3 separate regions of the Zea mays genome follow, and regions 1 and 2 are each linked to region 3. Evidence: chromatin contacts called from public Hi-C data. All regions are on one chromosome and are shown on one strand. The core of a region is the stretch at or near the end of the contact, and the rest is flanking DNA. Distances in the headings are between cores, read along the strand shown.

Region 1 (2,700 bases), core at 27-2,526, 280 kb after region 3:
AGTACTTAGCTTACTACGCAGAGGATTCATGCAGCGCAGCGCAACGCGGTGCGGACCTCATGGATTTTCGTCAGGATCGGGCGCCAGACGAGCCATTAATCGCGCAGCAGCATTTGTGGTCAATGCGGCAGCATTGTTATCCAAAGTAACCTCGAGTCAGACATGTGCGCTCAGCCCAGTACCACTTCCAAGTTTCCAACAATGGCGGTAGGAAAAAAATGGAGTCCAATCCAACTCTTTTATGCTCTGGCGATGCTACCGTATACTACACATCAGGTTGCTCAAGAACCAACTCGTCTGGCCAACAGGCCAAGGTAACCTCGAGTCACTCCTGGCATGGCTAATGATACTACTAATACTAAGTAACTCACTGCACTGCACTTCGTTCCCTACCTGACCGACGAAACCAAACAGAGAAATGAGATGAGAATTGAGATGGGATGAGACGGAGCAGAGGAGGCGGGGGCCGCGGGATGACGCGTCGTGCTCGTGCGCGTGCGCGCGCAGGCGCGCAGCTAGTAGGAGATCTCCATGGAGAAGTTGGAGTCCAGAAGCTCCTCGATCATCTGGTCCACGTACTGCTCCTCAAGCAGCCCGCCGCTCCAGTCCCCCGCCGCCGACGCCGACGGCGACGGCGAGGCGGAGATCCCCATGCCGGCAGGCACTGCCGCCGCGACGCGCGGGAGCGCGGCGGCGGCTGCTGCCGAGGCGTCGGCCTTGCCCTGCGCCGCCTGAGCGGACGCGAGGTTGGAGCGGTGAAGCTTGGCGACGAGCGCGGGGGAGAGGAGCGACGGCGCGGCCTGCTGCTGCTGCCCGTCGCCGCCTGCGTCCTCGGGGAAGTTGGTGCGCACGCGGGAGCCGCACATGATGCGCGCCGCCTCGTCGTAGGCGCGCGCCGCGTCCTCGGCCGTCTCGAAGGTGCCCAGCCAGATCCTCGTCTTCCTGCACGCACCCACGCACAGAGAACACGCCGCCGCCGTTGTCAGCCCGCCGCTCACGCCAAGAATCGATGAGTATAATAAGTCCGGTCCAGTCGAGGAGCACGTGTTACGTTACGCACAGGAGGGGGTGGCGGATCTCCGAGACCCAGGAGCCCCAGTGGCGTTGCCGCACGCCGCGGTACCGTTGCTGTGGCCGCGCCATTGGAGACGGACAGATGGTGGTGCCGCTGCTCGCTCCGATCCGAGGGGGGCAGCTGCTCTGGCTCTGGCCTCTGCGTCCGTTGTGTGCGCGACAGGGAGCTGACGAGCGAGCGAAGCGAAGCGGTTTGGTGCGGCGAGCTCTCTCAGAGCCTTTAAATAGGGAAAGCTTCCAAGTGGGGCCAGCTGTGCTTCAAGTGCAGGCTGTTTGACTGACTGTGGGCCCAGCATAGGTTGAGCATCCTTTACTTCTGTCTGTCTCCTGGGTCCCGGCCAGCCGCAAAGCATGCACAGGGGACAAGGTGTCCACTGGCGGGCAAAGATCTTCGTAATAAATGGATGACGTCGCCGTCATAATGTCATATTATTTCCGGCCACCTCGTCAAGAGTAGTAGGGATGAATACCTATTTGGTATCAATTTTTTTTTATCTTTTTCTTTGGTAGTGAATAAAAATGATATAGAATCTACTATATAAATTAATATTTTTGATTTTAACATTGAGCTTGTAAATATTTATAAAAGACAAACCTTAAATTTATCACATATCTTCTCAAATGATAAATATAACATTCGGATTCCATTCAAATATGGATACGAATACTTTTATCTTTTTTGTTTTATCTTTTTGTTGTATAGAGCAAATAATATATAAAACAATTTATGCAAAAAATTATTCTTATATGTTATAATGCGATTAGCATCAAATTTCATACATATCTATTTTAAAATATTAGATTTATCTTAAAAGTTCGGATACCCGCTTTCACCCCTAATCAAGAGAGATAAAATAAAATATTCATTCTCAATACAAAGTTTTGCTTCATGGTTTATAGACTACCATGTCAATTAAATATTGCATCAAGCGGAATAGACACACAAGGGAAAATAGAAAGATGAATCAGTATATGCAACGATGGTAGTGGTGGATAATTTTCACCGAATGTTATGACAGTGTATAAAATAGGATTCCGAGGAGCTCAATAAAAAACTGAATCTAACCCCAAGGTTTAACCTTTTGTAGATCCAGATTTGGTGGAGAGCTAGAGCATTCAAACATTTTAGAGCTAGTTTGGACTCTTAAATCCCCTCTGGGATTCACGGGGATTGAGTAGAAAAGAAAATTAGCTCATTTCCCACGCGATCTCCAGGAATCCCAGAGGGGATTTAAGTTTCCAAACTAGCTCTTATAAAGTTATTTTTATTGCGTCTAGAGTTGGGAAACTGTTCCAAACCTGCCCAAAGTAGGCGATGTAAAAACTACTTCAATCTCTTGTTCTGGTGTATCGAAAGAATATTCCTACATGTGTCTCGAGGGAGTAATCATACTCTTTTTAAATAACAGAAAAGTTCTGGCTTCAAAACTCTTCAAAAAAGGCATCAATCACCAAATTTATAACTCAAATGGCAAATAAAAGAGAGTAACATTGCAGACAATACAAAATCTAAAACATCGCCCATGAGAAGACGAAAAAAGTCCATTGATCTAGTTTCATGAAATTGATATGCAGGGAAACCAATCCATATGGTCATAAATGCATTGCAACAGAATACAAAATCAA
Region 2 (2,855 bases), core at 230-2,729, 260 kb after region 3:
TGGTATCTAATTACACTTAGTAATTGCTAATAAAATTTTGGCCAAATTTAAAACTAATGTTCAGCTTTAATCATCTTCTTTGATAAGTCTTATACTTCACATGAGCCCCCTACCGTAAGTGAGCGCATGCACATTATTCCCACAACTTGCTGAGTGATGAACGTATTTGAGCTCATCCTTGTTGTACTCACATCCCTCCAAGGTAAAGTACAGTTACCACAAGATGAAGAACATGAAGGATGTCGCGATGCGTTCGTGAGAGGTCTATGTCATCATCTCACAATCAGCTATGGTTGTGGAGGATCGTTGTCTTCGTACGATGTAATTATTTAGTTATTTTGTATAAAACTCTTATTACATAGTAAAGATGTGACATTCGTTTTCTATACCATGAGTCATCATATGTGTGAGACTTGATTTTAGCACACATTTGATTTACGCCCGAATTTGACCTTAAGTCTGGGTGTGACACTGGACTCTGAATATTTTTCTTACTACTATATATCTGCTTACCTGGAGTTGCATATGATGACTTGAATGGCATTTTTATCACTCCATGTTTCTTTCTGGTTTGTATACATCTGGTAGCTATATTCTCTCACTATATCTAACGATTCTTAGCATGTTTGATCTCCATGGTAGATCCAGCAAGTCTTGACCTGACAAGAATCTTGATATAAGCTTTTGTTTTAGGTTGTTGAGGTCTCCACTTCCAAGACTGAGAAGCATGGCCACGCCAAGTTCCACTTTGTTGGTACTGATGTTTTCACCGGAAAGAAGCTTGAGGATATTGTTCTTCTCACAAGTGATGTAAGCTATCGTTGCCACTCCTCTTGTTTTGCGCTCATTTAAGGGTCTGCCCGGTTAGCACTCAATCTATGTGAACCGAAAGGAATTGGGTAAGTTTAAATCCATAGAAATCAAATCTCTCTTAATCTATCTCAATCTCATTCAATCCACATAGCCACATAGGATAGAAATAATGAAACAAGGCCTACGTTCTATGTGGATTGGAGTGGGTTGGAAATGATTAAGATAGATTTTAACTTGATATAAATTTAAACTGGCTCAATCCTATCTAATCTATTATGAAATATTGTCAAAACAAGCCAGCACGAAAGCAGGTCAAGATTGGGACCGAGTTGGATGGAACTTGAGAACATATTATTACCAGCATATAGCTCTGTTTGTTTCAACTTTTTTTAGCTTCTGCCTACCAAAAGTTGCTGCAGACTTTTAAACACTCAGCTTTTATAAGAATCGATTTGGTAAAATCCATATAAAATCAACATAAACACATAATCGACCGAGTCTTTACAATAATAGGAATCCATTACTTTCTAAGTCCTAAATCCTATGAACATATTTATCTTATTTCACATTTAATCCCGTGGTACTTAGATTATCTATACAACCAGATTTTTTTTAACGTCCAGATTTTCAAAAAAGCTAGTTAAAAAAAACTGAATCAAACAGTCCACTAGGCGCGAGGGCAGCCACTTCACCAAAAGATGAATCATCAATTCACCATAGAATGCAGTGTGCCCCCCACATATATTATATATTTAAATTATAAAACAGTACGATAAAAGGAGGGGGGGAAGAATCATCGAATGCAGTGATGCGATGCGCCCCTCCTTGGTTCCCGGCCCAGACATTCCCGTGGAAGTAGAAGCAAACATCGATTGCAACGGCGCATCCTGGATCTCGTCATTGATCCCAGTCAGTCCCAGCAGAACGAGCAGGAGAAGGCGACGCTCAGCGCGGGGTTCTTGCTGTTTCTACAGCCCCTAGGTACGGGCGCGGCGCAGTCACCAAGGCGGGCTTGCGGCCTCGCGGGTGCGGGGCGCGAGCGCGACCCCGGCCGCGACCTTGTCTATACTCGCCAGCCGGGCGGGCGGGCGAGCTGTGGCATCCGCGCACAACAAAGCTAGCTACGTACTCGTGAAATTCGCGGCGCAGCGCAAGCGCGCGGGAGCCAGCGTGCCGGCGAGGCGCACCGATGGGCTCCTCGGCGGCGGGCTCCACCCCGACGGCGCGGCAGCAGCGCGGCGCGGGAGTGGATGCGGGCGCGGCGCCGTCGTCGTCGAGCCCCGTCTTCCTCAACGTGTACGACGTCACCCCCGCCAACGGCTACGCCCGGTGGCTCGGCCTCGGCGTCTACCACTCCGGCGTGCAAGGCAAGTGGACCAGGCTCCCTCCCTCCGTCCTCCTCGCCCCCCCTCAGTCCTCACCCTCCGCCGCGGCCCCCGTGTCATCCTAACTCCTAACACGACTGCTCTCTCTCTCCATCCACTGGCTGTTGTGCAGTTCACGGGGTGGAGTACGCGTACGGCGCGCACGACGGCGCGAGCAGCGGGATCTTCGAGGTGGTGCCGCGGCGGTGCCCCGGGTACGCGTTCCGGGAGTCGGTGGCCGTGGGCGCGACGGAGCTGAGCCGCGGCGAGGTGCGCGCGCTGATGGCGGAGCTGGCCGCCGAGTTCCCCGGGGACGCCTACAACCTGGTGTCCCGCAACTGCAACCACTTCTGCGACGCCGCGTGCCGGCGCCTCGTCGCGCGCGCCCGCATCCCGCGCTGGGTCAACCGCCTCGCCAAGATCGGGGTCGCCTTCACCTGCGTCATCCCGGGCAACGGCCGCGCCGCGCGCCCGCCCTCCGCCGCGAGCCGGAGCCGGAGCCGGTCCGCGCCGCCGCGGCCGCGGACCTTCTTCCGGACCTTCTCCGTCGGCCCGCGCAGGAACATGACGGCGCCCTCCCCGCCGGCACACGCCTCGGCGTCAACGTCGTCGGGGTCCACCACGTAAACGGCTCCGTTTCTCGATAATTTCGTTTTTTTATTTTTATTGCCTGATTTT
Region 3 (2,706 bases), core at 31-2,530:
TATAGCAACATAGAAAGTCACATCGATAGTTACTGTTGCACTCTCGATGCTTCTGACACTCTTACGCCCACAATGGTGCACAGTTCATATTCTATCTCTAGCGGACTGATTGAAGCAGCGATTGTTTTATAGTTTGTTGCGTGCCAAATATGCTATTGATTTAGGGCCAGCTCAGGCATCCGGTGACGGCATTGGGGCAGGGACAGGGAGAGGGAGGATGTCCTTCTCGTGGAAGCATACGATGGTGTTGTACAGGGCCTGCGCCGCCGTTGTGAACTCCAAGCCCAGCTCCCTCAGCCGCTGGTTGGATATCTTGTACGGCTGCTTCCTTGGGACTCTATGCATCAGAGAAATCCAAGTGACTAGTCCCCAGTGTTTGATGTCTTTGATTAGCAGAACATGGAATCAAAGGATCCGCCTGAGACTCTATGCATGGGTATGCTCAAATTTGGGGGAAATACAAGTACACAACCCATGTACCCCGAAGGCTCAGGGCCAAAGGAAATCATCTCCCCCTTTCAAACATTCTAAACTGAAACTCCAGAAATCAAGTACCGCCTGGGTGCCGCGCTCATCTCCGAACCCTACCGAGGCACGCACTATCCAGTATTCCAGTCACCCCAAAACCGCAACAATCAAGTCAATGTGCAGAACCCCGGTTCTCAAAGTCCTCTCTCGCCTCCTTGCTTCTAATCCCTTGAACCTGGAAACCAACATGGCATAACAAAGGGCTACATCCGCACCAAACCCATATTCTGGCGTCCCCTCCCTCCTAAGGAGTACATGATTGTCAAGAGAGATAGAGGGTACCACGTCGCCGACGACTGCGATTCGAACGCGGTGGCGGCCTGCGCCGGCAGCAGAGTCCATGGCCCTGCGGCTGGGACGGGATGGAGGGGAGGATGGGCGAGGAGGCGGAGGGTTTGCCGAGGCGCGCGTGGCTACAGCTGCACCGGCCGCCGACCACGAGGAAGGAGAGCAAGACCGCAAGACCATTTTCTTTTGAGTTAATCCTTTATTTGCCCCTGTTTTTAGACGCCATCCCTTATTTCCCCTTAGTAAAGTCTAGTTCCCGTTTATATTCAGATTCTCAATGTTCATCCCTTTTATACCCTATTAAGTCTGTCACGTCAGCTTACTCCATCCGTCAAGTTAGTCTCTCCGTTAAAAAATTCAAAATGGCTAAATTGCCCTTTGCTTCCTAGTGAGAGAACTGGACGTTCTTTTCCTTCGATGAGAAGCCAAAACGTCTCGTTTCCTTCGACCAGAAGCCAGAAAGTTTTCCTTGACAGACTGCAGCTTCCATGGAGGGCTCCGTGCGGCTGGGGGACTTGAAGCCCTCCCCATCGCACATCAAGCCCTCGCCATCGCCGGACACTGGTGAACCTTTTCTCGCGTCCCAGCCTCCTCCATCTCTAGGCTTGCGCGACCTGGCTAGGATAGACGTGTGCAGCCCAGCAGTGTCTAGTCGGACGCTACCTCCATGCCCCGTAGCAGATGTGTCTAGGCCAGCGCCGCCAGGCCAGATGACGCCTCCATGCCCCGCGTCCGTCCTGCCTACTCTAGCAGCACCACATCGAGGCCCCAAACCAAACACCGAAAGTTGTTTCCGCTATGATGTTCCTCGACCAATGAAGTGGATTCCAACCGGGTAAGAATATTGTCGAATTTCTAAATTTCATTGTCATGTATATGGGTCCTTTTAAAATTGTTCACATTTTTTGCATGTAGGATGGATCCAAATTCAGCCTGTAGAGTTATTGTTAAGGTTCCTGCATATGTAGAATTGCCATATCAGGAGTACCATGTAACTGAAAATCTGAAGTTCGTGGTGGATAAAGATACTACAAATTGGATGGATTTTTTGGCAGACCTAAAGTTAAAGATTAAGCATGGCAAGGAGCAAGTGTTGCATGTATCTTTTATGGATAAAAATAGTCAAGTGCATTATGATGTCAAGTATCATGAGTCATCTCAATGAGAAAAGCAGGAATTTGCATTATGATGTTGAGTCTAGTAGCAACACAATTGCTGAAGTAAGTGGTAAGGATATTTCGGGACATTTTAGACATATAGTTGATCTAGCTGCATGGACTTGCACATGTAGAAGATGGCAAGTAACTGGATTGCCTTGTTTTCATGCTATTGCTTTCATCACTTCACTTCCAAACAACAAAATTGCTGATTTTGTACACCCATACTACACTGTTGAAAAGTTCAAGTTGTCCTATGCTGGAGTCATTCCACCACTTACTGACCAAGCTCATTGGCCCAAAGTGAATCTTGGATTTAGGCTACACCCACCCATCCTAAGGAGAACTGCAGGGAGGCCAAAAATACAAAGATACAAAGGAAGTCATGAGGGGGTAAAAAGAGGGCACCATCAAAATGCTCTATATGCCAAGGTACAGGTCATCGTTGGAGAACATGCAAAAGAGGCCAACCTGATGTAGACGATGAACCAAAGAAGAAGAGGTATAAAAACATTCTTTTCTTTCGGTTAAGCTTATGAATTTGCAATGATGAGGTGTGCTTATACTTTTTCTCAACTACCTTTTACTGTGTTGCACATAGGAGGAGAAACAAGAAGACATCAAGTGTTGCTGTCTCAAATCAATTGGAGGGTGGGACATCAAATGTTGCTGAATCTAATCAGTTACAAGTTGTTGAATCGAATGTAGATGCCTCCAATACGTTAGAGGGTGC

Evidence for each region. A called contact is a pair of places that touch in the nucleus more often than the background predicts.
Region 1: a contact with region 3 is called in a Hi-C map of ear, with 1.7 times the contacts expected there. The contact joins the promoter of LOC103637985 here to the promoter of LOC103637983 in region 3. A contact is called at or near these places in 4 of 25 Hi-C or Micro-C datasets (ear, leaf and tassel) and 1 of 3 datasets of contacts at active chromatin or transcription factors (leaf).
Region 2: a Hi-C map of leaf shows a contact between it and region 3, with 9 times the contacts expected there. The contact joins the promoter of LOC100501775 here to the promoter of LOC103637983 in region 3. A contact is called at or near these places in 15 of 25 Hi-C or Micro-C datasets (bundle sheath, ear, endosperm and 4 more) and 1 of 3 datasets of contacts at active chromatin or transcription factors (leaf).

What each region holds. Positions count from the first base shown.
Region 1 is chr9:15,313,717-15,316,416 of Zm-B73-REFERENCE-NAM-5.0, forward strand. It overlaps LOC103637985 (ethylene-responsive transcription factor ERF003), which reads right to left and starts at 1,277. Exons shown (of 2, transcript XM_008660984.2): 1 at 1,061-1,277; 2 at 166-942. The coding sequence starts at 1,143. The coding sequence ends at 516.
Region 2 is chr9:15,293,377-15,296,231 of Zm-B73-REFERENCE-NAM-5.0, forward strand. It overlaps LOC100501775 (deSI-like protein At4g17486), which reads left to right and starts at 1,480. Exons shown (of 3, transcript XM_008660983.4): 1 at 1,480-2,180; 2 at 2,311-2,800. The coding sequence starts at 2,003.
Region 3 is chr9:15,036,324-15,039,029 of Zm-B73-REFERENCE-NAM-5.0, forward strand. It overlaps LOC103637983 (proline-rich receptor-like protein kinase PERK14), which reads left to right and starts at 1,281. Exons shown (of 3, transcript XM_008660982.3): 1 at 1,281-1,651; 2 at 1,732-2,475; 3 at 2,575-2,706. The coding sequence starts at 1,305. The coding sequence ends at 1,981. LOC100193128 reads right to left here and starts at 1,026. Exons shown (of 9, transcript NM_001138288.1): 1 at 811-1,026. The coding sequence starts at 996.